2 separate regions of the Mus musculus genome follow, and region 2 is linked to region 1. A link is a contact called in public promoter capture Hi-C data. All regions are on one chromosome and are shown on one strand. The core of a region is the stretch at or near the end of the contact, and the rest is flanking DNA. Distances in the headings are between cores, read along the strand shown. Region 1 overlaps Arhgap42 (Rho GTPase activating protein 42). Region 2 holds the start of Arhgap42 (Rho GTPase activating protein 42).

Region 1 (2,786 bases), core at 16-2,515:
ATAATACTTAAAGCAGTAACAATAAGGACAAGCACCAGAATGAAACTAAAACAGAGAGATGATAGGACCTTAACCTGTGAGGTACGGGTCAGAGTAACTCCTTGTGTGAGTCCCACCCTCTGTTGATGACTTTGACTGTTGGAAGAGACAGTGAAGCCAAAATGGCTGTGTGTGGACATAGGAAAAAATGGAGGAATGCCTTGGTGTCCTTGGTGCTTACAAACATGCCCCTGACTACAGAGAGGAGACACTATGGAGCGAAACAACAACAGGCACCTCAGAGACAAGACTGACCCCCTGACCAGAGGGCCATGGCTGTTTCCCTTCCCATATAAAGGCTGGTTAAAGACAAGAGGAAGAGAGGTCTTCAAGATGTAGATCCACTGTTGTCTCAGATGGCTGTGGCTCTCTGGATGAAGCACGGCTCCAATATTCACATAACTAAGTAGACCAAGCAAACAAGAAGAAAAGCAAAGTGCTCAGAGAGAACAAAGCTTGAAACTGTGCCTTGAACTATAACCTCCTCTCACCCCGTTACACCACACACACACATACACACACACAAACACACACACACACACACAAACCCATACCTCACACCCCCATACTTCACACTCCCACCCCACACTCCTCCCACCCTCCCACCCTCATGCTCCTCAACCCCTACTTAACTCTCCGGAGGATTTTCAGTGGAAAGAAGAACAGGTAAAAATACCCTCAACAGCGGGCTGGCGAGATGGCTCAGTGGTTAAGAGCACCGACTACTCTTCCGGAGGTCCCAAGTTCAAATCCCAGCAACCACATGGTGGCTCACAACTATCCGTAACAAGATCTGACGCCCTCTTCTGGAGTGTCTGAAGACAGCTACAGTGTACTTACATATAATAAATAAATCTTTAAAAAAAAAAATACCCTCAACAGGACATGCATTCTTGCCACATTGAGGGTGAGGACACATGGCAAAAGTACAGAAAAAGCAGCCTGCTACACAGGCTCTGGCAACAGCCACAGTACACGAGGCCCTGAAACTCGCAGCCCAGAGTCAAGACTATTTCATGAGCTACCATAGGAGTGCAGAATGTGGTTAAAGGACACAGGAATGTGAATTACATATTATATTGGGCAACCCTTGTTTTTCACACTGTTGTTATTTGTAAGGTTGTATTCCTCCTGAGGCTTCCAAAGGCCATTACTACAGAGTGGAGGAAGGGCCACTGAGGAACCCCTGACCTGAAATTGAACCCAACGCCTGCACAAACAAAAACAAGAACCCTGAAACCACCATGGAAAAAACCCTTGGTGCAAGTTGCCAGGAACTTCCCATGAGACAGGCCCAGCTATTAGTAATTGTTATCTATGATTCCACACAGGGAAGAGCTGGCAAAATTAAAGCAACTACTCTCTCTGGGTGAATGAGAGGGATTTTTGTGTCATAAGTAACTTGGACATTGTCTTTCATGTTTCACAATACAAATGTCTATTGATCCAGGCATGTAGGTTCTGGTTTACCAAGAAACAATATATCATAGCCTATCTATACACTGAATCTGCTTCTTTTGTGTCCAAGTTAGGCTTAATTGAAAATAATCTGGACCTAAGTGAGATGACAACCTTGTAATAGCATAGGACAGATAGTGTCCCTTCTGGAGTGAGAGTGGTATATTTAGGCCAAAGACTGCTCCACCATGTGATAGCAGACATCACTAATGGAGCCCCGTCTTCCTAGGGGATCTGCTATGAAGTCATGACTTCTCAGAGTTTCACTTTAGAAATTAATGCAAATTTAGGGACAGTTTTCATCTCTCTTCTGGGTTACTAAAAAGCAACTTTGAAAAATTCAGAGGATCTTTTTTTATAGGAGTCACAAAATAGCAGTCTCAAAAATAAATGGTTTGACCACTCTATTTAAAGTAAGTTAATTCTTTCCTTACAAGTTCAGGGTGAGAGGCTCTGCTTCAAAGGAATCAAGCAGAGAGTGACACGAGAGGTACCTGACATTCTTGGTAAATACAGGCATGTGTACACACACACCACACACACACACACACACACACACACACACACACACACACACAAACTACATAGAAATATTTAACAATACAAGATTCTGGTGTGGGGCCGCTTTCACAATCATAGTTGTGGCATAATTACAGGGCCAGTGTGAGCTTGAAACACCACAGCGTTTCATGCGGTGAGAACAATTCAAACACAATGATAAAACTCAAAATCAGATTTAGTCCTAGAAAACACGGGCTTAAATCCTGGAGAAAGACAAAAGTGATTTCATGCATTGGGAATCTGGAGGGTATATAGGAATATATACCACATTACTTATAGCTGCCTGAATACTAGATGTTTAATGAAATGATAAGAGGCATATACCAACCATAATCAAGGGAAAAGGTTTAAATGTGCTTCAATTATATATACACAGCACAGACCATGCTCAGGATTGACATAGCAACTGCTAGTCTCCAGGCACTTTTGTTTGGCTAATAGTTTTATGCTAATCAGTTCAAATCTATGAAATTAACTTACCCACAAAGCAGAGGTGATCTTTAAAAGAGGTTAAATGGAAACTTATAAGATAGATGAGCCAACAAAGGCACTTTCCACAAAGCCTGACAGACTGAGTCCCATTCCCAGGACTCAGTTGTTGAAGATAGAACCAACTCTTACAGCTCGTCCTCTGATCTCCACCTGAGGCTAAGGCACCGTGCCACTCACCCATGTATGCTGGAAAGCATGTACACACAGGCATGTGCACAAGAACACAGAGACAAACA
Region 2 (3,025 bases), core at 130-2,629, 110 kb after region 1:
ACTTCTCTTTTCAGAAGCTGAAGCCTTCCCAATTTTCCATGTAAGACACAAGTGGATTCTGGGAAAGGCAATGGTTAACGTTTAGCGTGTACTAAGTAATCCACTTGGTTCTCAGTATGAGAAAGCTTGAGTTGTAATAATGGAAGGGGAAGTTCTAAAGGAGAAACGAGTAAAGAATATCCTGAAGGGAGAAGTGTGGGAAAGATACTGACATCTACCAGGTCTGACTGAATGTAGACCTGAGCTCTCACCAATGACCAACACTGCACACCACACGATGCAAGCCAAAATTTAATACGAACAGAACACTCACAAGGGCTTTAAAATACACGGGTACCCTATTGGGTCCAAACAGCTTACCAATGGCCAAACTGCAGACGTGTATTTTTAAAAGGTCAAATCAATGACGAGTCATTGTTGTATGAAATTACTTTTCCTAAAGTATTATTAAATTCACTAGCTTCACTTTAACTCTCCAGACTCCCTTGTTTCCACTCTTCCCAGAGAGTTTGGCTTGCTTTGATTTGTTGTTGTTGTTGTTTGGTTTGTTTGTTTTGTTTATGAGACAGGGTCTCACTCTGTTGCCCTGACTGGCGTGGCTCTCTCCACCACCTTAAAACGAAAAATCAAAACAATTTAAAACAACAACAACAAAACCAACCCCCCACCAAAAACAACAACAACAACAACCAGGCACCGAAACTTTAGCAACAACAAACAAAAGTGAAAGTCTCTACCAACTTTTCACTGACAAGTCTCAAAAGTTGACTCTCAAGGGCTGTAGGGGAAACTTTTCCTCCCCAGTGTTGCCTGGGAAGTAAATCCGCACCACTAAGAACAGACTTTGTTGGCCACCAGCAGGGGAGCTCTTCAGCTTTTGTCCCCAATCCATTCAAACAAAAGAAGTTCGGTCTGGGGCTTCCCAACCAGGGTCCCGCACCCCATGGGGTCTTGCACACTTGGGGGCCCGTCACTCACTTCTCAGCGCCCCGATGAGCAGAGAGCCATCCTTCAGCAGCTCTTTGATGAACTTGTTGGTTCTCTCCAGCTCGATCTCGTGACACTGCAATCGCTCCCTAAAATCCGGGCTGTCCAAATACGAATCGCTGAACTCCAGAGTGGGCAGCCCCATGGCCCAGGCGCGGCGGCCGCTAGCTGCGGCGGGTGCGGGGACACTGCGAACGCGGGGGAGCGCTGGGGAGAGCGGAGGACTGGGCCCCGCGCGCCGGGCTCAGTGCAGCTGCCCCGAGGCCGGGCGGAGGCTCCGGGCGCTGTCACCGGCTCGCATCGTCGCTCGCTCGCACCGTGGGGGTGGCGAGGCTACAAGCTGTAGCGCAGAGGAGTCTTCTGACAGCGTCACTCGCTGACCCTGGGGACAGTGGCGCGCGCTTAGCTGGCGGCGCCTCACGGCGACTCGGGCCCGTAGGGAAACCCGCCCCCTGTGCGGAGCGCACGCGGGCCGGCCTGCAGCTCCCGGGCAGACCCTCCTCCACCCTCCCCGCCCCTCGCTGTCCCCGCCCGGTCCCCGCCCGGTCCCTGCGGTGCGCACTTTGCTCCCCGCACCCAGCACTGCTGTGTTGTAGCCTCACCCGATTCCTACCCGTCCCCGTCTGGGCCCACTGAGAGCGCCAGGCCCTGTGCGCCCCAAACCATCTCCAACCCCCAGCGTCCCCCTCAGGAACAGTCTGACTCCCACGTTAACCCCTGCGGGAACTACCACTTCCCAGCCGGTTCAAGTTTCACTTCAGGGTCCTGCCCATAAGTCCAAAATAGAAAGGATGTCCCGCCTGACTCCCAACCCCGCTGCATTGACCCATCAGTGAGGTGTGTTGGGTGTTATCCCTCAGTCTGTAAGAAAGGGGAATTGATTTTATTAACTCATTTCACATGTTATATACCCCTGTTTTAGTGTCTCTAATTGACACCTGGGTGGGTGGACCTACAAGTTCAGAGACTTTCATCGACTTGACCTGATCAAGCATTTCAAAGGAATCATTAATTCCTTTGGTGGTGGTGGTAGGTAATACCTGCATTCAACTGGCTGAAGCAGGAGAATTGCCAAGAGTTCAAGGCCAACATGGACTACACAGAGAAACACTGTCTCTGAGATGAATATATATATATGAATTCCTGCAAAGAGTCAATTAGCAGAGGTTGACCTAATAAATGTGCGTTCTGTTGAAACCCTGACAACAAAATAACCTACTATTTTATGTCATCCTGCACTCACCTGTAGCTTTTTTGAGAACTCCGTTACTTTTCTTAAGGATCTGTTTTTAATTTCTACATTTCCACTGCTTTGTATATTTGAACCATCTGTTTTTAAAAAAGAAAGGAAGGAAGGAAAAAAGAAACTTGTACAAATCATGGGAAAATCCACTGAAGTGCTTTACATTTTTTCCCAATTAAATTTCAGGAACCTTTAGCTGCAATTTTTTTCAGCCATACAATAACATTAAAAGTAGCATGTAAACAGCCAGGAATGGTGGTGCATGCCTTTAATCCCAGCACTCGGAAGGCAGAGGCAGGTGGATTTCTGAGTTCGAGGCCAGCCTGGTCTACAGAGTGAGTTCCAGGACAGCCAGGGCTACCCAGAAAAACCCTGTCTCGAAAAACCAAACAAACAAAACAACAAAACAAAACAAAAAGCAAAAATAGCATGTAAACTTTAAAACAGACAAAACCATGTAAACAGTATGCTTGATGACTTTTTTTAAATTCTCATTTTAAAAGCTTACATCCATATTTTTAGTACGAGTCTGCACACTTTAGAAATGTGTGATGACAGTTCTATACATTTTCTTTTTGTGATATTTATTTCTAGGGATGGGAACACACATCTGAACAGTGGAAGTCAAGGGACACTCGGCTGTAACTGGTTCCTTCCACAAGGGATAAACCAGGGATTGAACTCAGATTCTCTGGCCTAGCAGCAATCACTTTTGTCAGCTGAGCCGTCTTGCCAGCCCTCATCTTAGCTATTTTAATTTCTGAGTGTGGAGCTTGTCTGTCAGTTTCATAGATG

Evidence for each region. Promoter capture Hi-C pulls out the DNA fragments that hold promoters and counts their contacts.
Region 2: a contact with region 1 is called in a promoter capture Hi-C map of liver. The contact joins the promoter of Arhgap42 here to the enhancer-like site in region 1. A contact is called at or near these places in 8 of 39 promoter capture datasets (the 3T3-L1 cell line, the C10 cell line, cancer-associated fibroblasts and 2 more), 15 of 484 Hi-C or Micro-C datasets (the C2C12 cell line, cumulus cells, embryonic fibroblasts and 9 more), 7 of 115 datasets of contacts at active chromatin or transcription factors (a colorectal cancer cell line, craniofacial prominence, embryonic fibroblasts and 4 more) and 2 of 9 other capture datasets (adipose tissue and pancreatic islet).

What each region holds. Positions count from the first base shown.
Region 1 is chr9:9,128,161-9,130,946 of GRCm38.p6, forward strand. The region is part of intron 3 of Arhgap42 (Rho GTPase activating protein 42); the gene reads right to left. Among named protein-coding and RNA genes, the nearest start is that of Gm16833, 110 kb to the right of the region's middle. Within about 2 kb of position 1,266, at least 30 of the 459 cell types and tissues checked have an H3K27ac peak or open chromatin away from gene starts, as enhancers often do. A contact at or near this core is called in the C2C12 cell line, adipose tissue, granulosa cells and 4 more, where this site is marked.
Region 2 is chr9:9,237,648-9,240,672 of GRCm38.p6, forward strand. Arhgap42 (Rho GTPase activating protein 42) reads right to left here and starts at 1,380. Exons shown (of 24, transcript NM_001372563.1): 1 at 979-1,380. The coding sequence starts at 1,132. The region is part of intron 2 of Gm16833 (predicted gene, 16833); the gene reads left to right.